Regions from separate parts of the Zea mays genome. Here region 2 is linked to region 1. Evidence: chromatin contacts called from public Hi-C data. All regions are on one chromosome and are shown on one strand. Each heading gives the region's core, a stretch centred on a gene start, on an enhancer-like site or on the middle of the called end of the contact. The rest is flanking DNA. Distances are from core to core; before and after follow the strand shown.

Region 1 (5,044 bases), core at 420-2,919:
CGAGCCCTGGGTCGGGCGGAGCGGAATTCGTCGTCTTCTGGGGCTGAGCCCAAGTCCGAGCCCTGGGTCGGGCGGAACGGAGTTCGCCGTCTTCCGGGGCTTAGCCCGAGTCCGAGCCCTGGGTCGGGCGGAGCAGAGTTCGCCGTCTTCCGGGGCCTAGCCCGAGTCCGAGCCCTGGGTCGGGCGGAGCGGAGTTCGCCGTCTTTCGGGGCCTAGCCCGAGTCCGAGCCCTGGGTCGGGCGAAACGGAGTTCGACGGCTTCCGGGGCTTAGCCCGAGTCCGAGCCCTGGGTCGGGCGGAGCAGAGTTCGCCGTCTTCCGGGGCTAGCCCGAGTCCGAGCCCTGGGTCGGGCGGAGCGGAGTTCGCCGTCTTCCGGGGCCTAGCCCGAGTCCGAGCCCTAGGTCGGGCGGAGCGGAGTTCGCCGTCTTCCGGGGCTTAGCCCGAGTCCGAGCCCTGGGTCGGGCGAAGCGGAGCTTCCTATGGTGCATGCGGCCGGGCCTGACTGTCTGTCAGCCTCACTCTGTCAAGTGGCACCGCAGTCGGAGCGGCGCAGGCGGCGCTCTCTTTCTGTCAGACCGGTCAGTGGAGCGGCGAAGTGACGGCGGTCACTTCGGCTCTGTCGGCTGAGGGGCGCTCGTCAGGATAAAGGTGTCAGACCACCTTTGCATTAAATGCTCCTGCGATTTGGTCGGTCGGCGCAGCGATTTGGTCAGGGTTGCTTCTTGGCGAAGACAGGGCCTCGGGCGAGCCGGAAATATGTTCGCCGCTGGAGGGGGGCCTCGGGCGAGGCGGAGATCCTCCGGGGTCGGCTGTCCTTGTCCGAGGCTAGGCTCGGGCGAGGCGTGATCGAGTCCCTCGAATGGACTGATCCCTGACTTAATCGCACCCATCAGGCCTTTTGCAGCTTTATGCTGATGGGGGTTACCAGCTGAGAATTAGGAGCCTTGAGGGTACCCCTAATTATGGTCCCCGACAATCCCCGTCCCGTTTACGTGTCGGGAGAGAATTTTTTTCCGTTTACATCCCGTGGGGAAGAAATTTTCCCATTCTCGTCCCCTAATAGAGGAATTCCCCGCGGAGAATTGGGGTCGGGTCCCATTGCCATGGTGGCGTCGTGGGGAAGCGGAAGGAGAGAGAAGAGGGGAGGCGAAGGGCCTGTTTGGTTCAGCTTTTTCTGACCAGCTTTTCTGAGAATCTAGCTGTGGAGAGAATCTGGCTGTGTAGAGAATCTGAGTATCATTAGGATTACGTGCAAAGTAAGATAAAGATGTCCATATGACTCAGGATCTACAAAATGACGGATTCCTACTATTGCAACGACTCAACCGATTATCTGTTTATATTGATTTTGAATGGTTTTTATCCATACGAATTTTATAAAAGCTGACTGAAAAGCTGAGCGTTTGACAGTCCGCAACAGGGGCGAAGTCCAGCCACTCTCACATTACACGTGGCAGCCTTGCATCACACGGGTATATTTTAAAATCCACGCCACGCCGTCCTCCGCAGCATCAGCGCATCGCAGCCGTCCAGCGCGATTGGAGCGTCCAGATGCCCGGGGGAACGTGTCACCGTGTCACGCCCGCTTGCCCGCCGCCCGGTCGCCGTCCATACTCCCATAGCATCGAACCGGCTCGAACCCATGAGCCCCCACACCCAACCCAACCCAACCGCGCTTTTTGTCACCTGGAAAGGGAAGGCAAGTCGAGATTCGAGAAGGCAAATCGAATTCGCCATGGGCATGGCTGCTCCGCGCGCGCCGCTGCCTCTCCCCCAACTGCTGCTCCTCCTCGTTGCCGCGCTCCTCGCCGCCGCTCCCCTCCCTAGGGCGGCCAGGGCGGACGAGTTCGACGTCCGCCGCCACCTCTCCACCGTCACCAGGTGTGCCGCTGGTGACCCTGTGCCCGCTGATCTGAACTTGTTCTCTGCCGTGGGTTCCTAGCGTGCTGCGTTAGTGTGATTCGGGTGTTACATATCCCCATCGCGTTATTGGTGCGACTGGGACTAAGGCATAGGGATTTTGGAGGGGTTTTGAGGCTTGCGGGGACTGGGGAGGACCATTGAACTGACACCTTTACGGTTTGCTGGCCCGAGTTTTCCCCAGCTTTGCTTCGGGCTGACGGTACTACTCGCTCTCCCTATATCTTGATTGAGCTAAATTTTTTATGGATGGGATCATGGGACATGGTTATCTGTCTAATTGTAAATAGAAACATTTCAGTTGTAGCATGTAGTAAGATAATGGATGTCATAACCTTTATGGTTTGCCGGCCCGAGTTTTCCGCAGCTTTGCTTCGGGCTGACTGTACTACTCGCTCTCCCTACATCTTGATTGAGCTAATTTTTTTATGGATGGGACATGGTTATCTGTCTAATTGTAAATAGAAACATTTCAGTTGTAGCATGTTGTAAGATAATGGATGCCATAACCTGTACACCTGAAGCACTACAATAGTTTAAAATGTAGTACTCGTGATCTTATGGTTATTTGTAGGAACAGTGTGTGTTTTACATCTATAGATCATTATCCGCAAATGCGTGATCTGAATGATACTAAACTTAAATCCAAGAATTCATCTATGCATTCACCATTTCTTCCCTGAACGAAATGATCTAATCACCTCGAGATGTACAGGTATGATGTGGCCAGGGAGTCCAGTAGTGTCATCTCCATGCCGTCAATCCCAGACGGGTGCCGTGTCATTCACCTCAATTTAGTGGTAAGTATGCTTCCGTACATTGTGCTGTTTTTTTTTGCTACCCAGTTATAGTGCATTCATATTTGTTCACGATTTCATGTTGGTTCAGTTTGTTTTGAGGGAAATAGTGTAACCATTTTTTCCTCATAATATGGCTATATGACGCCAAGCTATTTTTTATTTTAGAAAATCCTAATGTGTAATGGACAAACTATTTGTATTTTGAGATAATTACGAATAAAATGATATAGCTCTAAAAAAGGATTGCATGTTTAGGTGGTAACCTGATATTATCCGTTTTTCTTTTACTAGGCAAGACATGGGACTCGCGCTCCTACCAAGAAGCGCATCAAGGAGCTGGATAGATTGGCAGTTCGACTGGAAGCCCTTCTGAAAGAGGCAAATCAGGTCCTTGATAGTGATTCTCTGAAGAAAATTCCATCCTGGATTAAAGGCTGGGAATCACGCTGGAAGGGTAGGACTAAAGGTGGTGAGCTGATTAGTGAAGGGGAAGAGGAGCTTTACAATTTAGCTACCAGAATGAGGGAGAGGTTTCAAGATCTATTTGATGACGAATATCACCCTGATGTATATTCAATAAGAGCAACCCAGGTCAGCTTTGATATGGTTTCTTTAATTTATTTGTGTATATTCTCGCATCTAATATGATCCCTCTTCATTCTCACAAGAACGGTAAATGACACTAGCATGTCACATTTGGATTGACATACTGCCATTCTTTCCACTGTTGTTTTTTACTTAAGGGGCCTATTGTGGAAATATTAATAATATACACACAGTTAAAAATCTGATTACTCGGGAGTCGGGAGAATAGGTGAACCCACAAAATTGTTCCAAAATGATGCAGATACACAACTACGGTCATCAAATGTTGCTGATTTTTACTCTTGCAGGCTTGCAGCAGATTAACTATGTTCCAAAATACAGGTTCCTCGAGCATCAGCTAGTGCAGTGGCATTTGGGTTGGGACTACTTTCTGGGAAAGGAAAGCTTGGACAAGGGAAGAACCGAGCCTTTTCTGTTCTGAGTGAGAGTCGTGCAAGTGATATTTGTCTGAGATTCTTTGACAGCTGTGAGACATACAAGGTAATATTTATGGTAGCACTAACATTTTTTAAGAAGAATAAGAAAGATAATGTTGGCAGATGTGCTAATGTGACTTGATTTTTTTTTATTGTTTCTTAATTTTTTTATATTTGAAGTATCCTACTCTGATCAAGCCTTGTAGAATATCGGTAACTGAAGATAAATTTGTAGAAGTAATGTCAAATGATGCTACCATGTTGTGCTATTTAGTAGTTACTAAACAAATTCATTCCTGATATCTGCACTACTTACTTTATCTGTTTCATACAATGCATCCACTCTTCTGTTTAACCTTTACAGTTTATTAGGTTGTCCTCACCATGTTTTCTCCCTGCACTCATGTCCATTTGTTTCTTCTTTTTCGTGACATGCAAGTTAGGTCTATAGGTATAGTAAGCTATATAGTGTTGTAGTTGAATAAATAACATTAACTTTGGGACCTTTTCCAGGCATACAGGAAAAGGAAGGAGCCTGATGTAGAGAAGCAAAAGGAACCAATTCTAGAGCATGTCACAGCTGCACTTGTCAATCGTTATCACCTAAAATTTACAACTCGCGATGTTTCTTCCCTCTGGTTTCTTTGTAAGCAGGTAAAGAATGAAACATGGACAAGGGAGCTGATGATTTCTGCCATATGTTTCAGAAGATACCTACCTGCTAGGCTCTAGAGTTGGATGTAAATAACTTTTGAATGTTTTAAATGCAGGAAGCATCTTTGTTGAATACAACAAATCAAGCTTGTGGGCTTTTTAATGAAGCTGAGGTAGGTTACCTCTGGACATCTATTGTGCCATGCTTCATGGTTGAAATTTATTGTTTATCTATCTGTAGTGACAACTTTTTCCTTTTTTTTGTTTGGTGGACAGAAATGCTGCTTAGATATTATGCCTTGATTTTCAATTTTGTAAAGTTCACTGCATTTTCAAATAATGTATCATCTTCATGAGTGGTGTTGGTTAGCTTTGGAAAATAAAGATGTTCTTTACATGTTTTTAGTAGTTGTATATTAGTGATTTATTTGGTTCGTTCAAAGTACTTAGTCAAGCATTTTATGCTGCTCAAGCTATCTGTGCAATTAAACCTCCCCATTTGGTAGAAAGTGAAAATATTCTCATTCGGTCGTTCCTCGACTGGAATTCATTGTTCCACTAATTGTTTGGTTGGTTGAGAGAACTCTCTATTGGATCCAATCCGTGCGCTGATCGTGAGCTCGACAATGCTACATAAAAATGTGACTT
Region 2 (4,939 bases), core at 1,864-4,363, 160 kb before region 1:
GCTTTCCATTCATCACACCGAAATATACAAAGGGAATACCTTTGCTTTGAAAACTGTAAGGGAATCAACTGTCTCCATTGACTTGGAGCTCTCAGGGATGATTCGGTGCAGGAGGCAAACCAAAGATACATATTGCCCACGGTTCAGAGAATCTCCAACAAACAACATTCGTTTACCCCGCAACATCTCTAGCATTAGAGTTGCATTGAAGCTGCAACAGAAGACATTTTTCTTGTAAGATACTGTGCATCACAAAGATGAGTTATTTCTACAAAAACTCCATAGGACAGTTAGGAACCAGATAGTAGCCAATAGCACTCATATAAGGCTGTCCGCAGTCACAGACCTTACGCGCTACTCTACCGAGTTGGAGTAAATAAAAGAGCCACAGCGACCAATCGCTTCCGTGTACTCAGAATAGAGGTGGGCATGAAGAACGGCACATTGAAGGGTGGGCCTGGTGCAACGGTAGAGCCTACCGTCTGTAACTGGATGGTCTCGGGTTCGAGCCCCAACCTCCGCATATTATGCGGGTAAGGCTTGGTGCTTAAAGATACCATTCCCTAGACCCTGCACAGTGTATAAAGGCTATGGCACTGGGTACGCCCATGAAGAACGGCACATCGAGCGTACGTACGGCAACCACTCTATACAATGTACCAATGAGCAGCAGCGGCAACATGTGTATGAAAGTGATTTGAAAAATGATATAATATATGGTAGTTGGTATAGAGTTGAGATATGTAGTCAATATGAATGCGGAGGATTATGATATAAGGTAAAGGATTTTGCGGACAAAGATGGAATATTCTTTTTAGGGTAGAAATTTAGAGTTATATGAGTGCGGATAGGCTAAGACATTGCCAATTTGCCAAGCACATTTTCAAAATAGAAAATACTGCCACTGATAAAAGAATAGCTCAACTCGTTCTACAGTGAATCCTATTCACTAATCGCTAGCAACAGTGACCATTATCTGCATCTAAGTCGAAAAAGTTTTTTTTTTCCATAGACAAAAATGTGACCTATATCTTCACGTCTAAAAATATCTCCGTTACCTCTGTTACTCAAAATGTATTCACAAACAAAATGTGCATGACCGACTGTATGTAGTAGATTTAGACCTAGTTCTGTAATCCAAGTAGAGAAGGGCAGGCCTGGTGAGAGCTGTAATGGGTCCGACCTCTTTATTGTAATCCAAGTAGATTTAATGTCATAATATAGTACTAGATATGTATAAAATTATGCCGATTTATATTATGAACAAAATGTCCTCAAGCGTCACATCAATCAATAACGTAATAGTAAAGTTTTGAAAGCTGAGAGTATGAGGTTGGATAGAAACAAAGCACCAAACCGCACAAATGCTGCAATTGGAGGCATCCACCGATCAACGGCTCGGTCACGGCTCCACCGTACCAGACGGACCACACTGCCGGCCCTCTGTGGCTTTGTTGCCCGAACCTCGTGCTCCCACGTGACAGCCTGCACCTTGCTCGCCCGGTAGCACGCAGGGCACAGGGCTAGCTATGCATCAATTACCAACTGGAGCCACCATGCGAGACTGCATCATCGAGTGTACCGTGCCCACGGCACATGACATCTCGCGCTCGCGTCTCCCATAGTCCCATACTCCCATGGCGGCGGTGCACCGCCGGGAGCTGAGGCCTGAGGGCAGGTGCCCACATCAACATTCAATACGCATCTAGGAGTATCTGGCATCTGCTTGCCGACACTGCCATCCAGCGGCAGCCCCGAGCCGCACGGACATGGGCCCCGTGTCCCGCTGTATGGCCTGCCGCGCCCCACCGCCCACATGGCTACCTGCTCACCTACGATTGCGAGGTTACGGTCTCGGCGACGGGGCCACAAGGCCCAACCCCGGCCCCCGGGGACTCGCGCGTCCGCCGCCTGGCGCCTGCGCCGCGTGCCGCGCGCTCGCTACCGGCCGAGCGCTCGGATGGTGGTCCAAAACGAAGCGTATGCCGAGTTGCCGACAAGCGAGAGCGACAAGGCAAGCCTCGAAACCTCACCGTTTGCCGCCGGCTCTGTTCGCACGCATCTCGATCCCACTCCCACGTCGTGATCCTGCCTGAGGCGCCGGCCCGCCGGATCAGAATTAATTTGAAACGGGCACGCTAGCTCGATTCGGTCTGGTCCGGATCAAGAGCACCGGCCCGCCGGATCAGAATTACCGCCGCTTGTCCACCCGCGACCTCGACGAGGGAAAGGAAGGGGAGATGGGGAAAGCCGTGAGCGTACCTGGGCAGCGAGCACCCGCGCGGCTGCCACCGCCAGTGCTGGTACGCCCGGTCGGGGCGGCCGTGCGCCTGGCACGTGAGCTGCGGCTGGATGTAGGGGCACTCCTCCTCCTGGTACCACGGCCGCGCCGCGTCGTCGTACACCCACTCCCCTCGCCCGACGTCACACCCCGCCGGCGCCGCGCCCACCGCGAACGGCAGCCGCTCCGCCGCCGCGCGGCGCCCCGCCTGGCTTTTGTCTGGGGCGGCGTGGCGGCGGGGGCGGTGGAGGAAGGGGCGGTGCAGCGTGGAGGAGAAGTCCTTAAAGTAGAGCACGGAGACGAAGGTGATGAAGGCGAGCGTGAGCGCGTAGGACGTCAGGAAGGGGCTCCTGCTCCCCCGCCCGTTGGCGTGCTGCGCCTTCATCGTCGATCTCATCCGACCGAGGGCCCCGAGGGGACGTCTGCTCCGGCCGGCGCTCCTTCCTTCCTTCCTCCCCCCGCCCCGCCTTCTCTACCCGCGCGCTCCCTCGCTCCTCCCTCTCGGTCCAGCTCGCAACGCAGGATCCGCCGGACAATGGAGACGGCCGGCGCGCCCTGATCTCTGATCTGGCGTTGGGTGCGCGGGATCTAGGGCGAGGAGAAGCTCCGCAGCACCACCTGCCGCTGGAGGTGAGGCCGAAGCTTGCTTTGCTCTCGCTTTTGCGTTTGGCCGTTTGGGGCCCTGGACTTTTGGTGGATGGAGTAGGCCAGAGTGGGTACGGGATACAGTGCCTCCACTCCACCAGCTGGATTTGTTAGGCGGGTGCGGGTCCGAATTGACACAACACAAGCAATCCCACCTACTTGCATTGACCGGCTGCAGAGTTTTTTTTGACGAAGTGGAACAACCCCTATTTCATTACGAAATAGAAAGGAACAGATTCTTACATGACGACACCCTAGAAAGGAACAGAGTTCTTATATGACGACACCCGTCACCAAAACAGAAAAAGCCGATAACAAGCATGCGACTATCAATTGGGGTAAACACGATACGGGGAAAAACTTCCACCGTAAAACAGAGTATCAACTAATAATAACGACCATCAAAAGATAACCAAGAGGAATCAACAGGAACACAACCATGATAGGACAGTCGCGAACCCAACAAGGACACAGATAGCAAATCAACCTAACTAAAGTTCACAGAAAAAACTATCCAAAAGGACCTACTAACGCGCCATAATCACTAGATGCGTCTGTCAACTGGATTCCACCCATGAGCCCTTTTAAAGATTTTACTTGTTGTCTTTGATTCTGAAGTTTTCTTGCTCCACCAGATCTTTTCCCTCTTTTTCTAACGGATGCCCAAGCATCAATCCAGAAACAACACAAGAAGATCACGTTAGTAGGGTCAGAAATCAATTTATCACTAACACAACAATCGTTTCTAGAGCGCCAAATTGCCCAGATGACTGCACCACAACCGAAAAGAACTAAGTTCCTTTCATTCTTGCTGAAACTATTAATCCAGGGCCCAAAAAGATTTTCAACATTATAAGGAACAGAAGTCAGATCCAAAGCTGTTTGGATGATTCTCCACATAGAACGAGCAACAGAACATTGAAAGAAAAGATGATCTATGGATTCAGATAATCCACAAAAGACACAATTCAAAGGGCCCTTCCAACTTCTTTTTCTCAGATTGTATCTTGTTAGAATCTTATTGTGCAAGACAAGCCACAAGAAAACTTTAATCTTGTGGGGTAACCTAGTTTTCCATAAGAAATTGGAAGGCACTGGAACATGAGAACACTTACTTTCCTTGTAAAAGGATTTAACAGAAAAACCATGTTTTCCCAGTGACCAGGCAACCTTATCATCATAATTAAATCTCCCAACCTTATTACATTGAACAATTAGGTTGTTGTAGTCAGTAGCCAGATCTCCCAACAATCTTCTTCTGAACGTTAGAAATTGAAAGTCAGAAGAAAGCACTTTCTCCACTGTGATATTTTTATCATAAGCAATATCAAACAGGTTGGGGTATCTAAATGACAAGGGCACCGAATCACACCAGATGTTATTCCAGAAACTTGTACTCTTCCCATTACCAACCTTCTTTTTACAAAATCTGTAAAAATTATCATGAACCTCAAGGATGCCCTTCCAGAAGTGAGAATCACTCTGTCTTTTTTTCACTGAAATAATAGGTCTCCCTTTAATGTATTTTTGCCTGATAATGGTTTGCCACAGGCCATTCGAATTTTCCAGATTCCAAATCCTTTTGGCTAGGAGGGCTTCATTCATTTTATTCAAATCCAAAACACCCAGGCCACCTTGATCTTTAGGAGAACAAACTAAATTCCAATCAGCTAGGTGGTATTTTTTTACTTTGGCCCCCTTGCCATAATAATCTTTTTCTGTAAATGTCATTTTTTATCACACTTTTTGGGGCTTTGTAAATAGAAAGCATGTAGAGGGGAACGTTGGTTAGACTGCTATTTATTAGAAATAATCGACCACCCAAACTAAGAAACCTCCCTTGCCAAGAACCAAGTTTGCTCTCAACTTTTTCCATTGTGGAAGTCCACAAAGATTTGTAGAGTTTTTTATCATCAATCGGGACCCCAAATATCTCATAGGAAGGCTATTAGAGGGGCATGTAAAAATATCTGCGTAACAATTTTTCCTCTCAACAACATTACCTAAGCAGAA

What was found. A called contact is a pair of places that touch in the nucleus more often than the background predicts.
Region 2: a contact with region 1 is called in a Hi-C map of ear, with 5 times the contacts expected there. The contact joins the promoter of LOC100191913 here to the promoter of LOC100282868 in region 1. A contact is called at or near these places in 5 of 25 Hi-C or Micro-C datasets (ear, leaf and tassel).

The regions. Positions count from the first base shown.
Region 1 is chr1:299,369,096-299,374,139 of Zm-B73-REFERENCE-NAM-5.0, reverse strand. It overlaps LOC100282868, which reads left to right and starts at 1,669. Exons shown (of 11, transcript NM_001155774.1): 1 at 1,669-1,881; 2 at 2,636-2,720; 3 at 3,012-3,311; 4 at 3,648-3,806; 5 at 4,256-4,396; 6 at 4,513-4,569. The coding sequence starts at 1,736.
Region 2 is chr1:299,533,357-299,538,295 of Zm-B73-REFERENCE-NAM-5.0, reverse strand. LOC100191913 reads right to left here and starts at 3,113. Exons shown (of 5, transcript NM_001367160.1): 1 at 2,263-3,113; 2 at 40-211. The coding sequence starts at 2,678.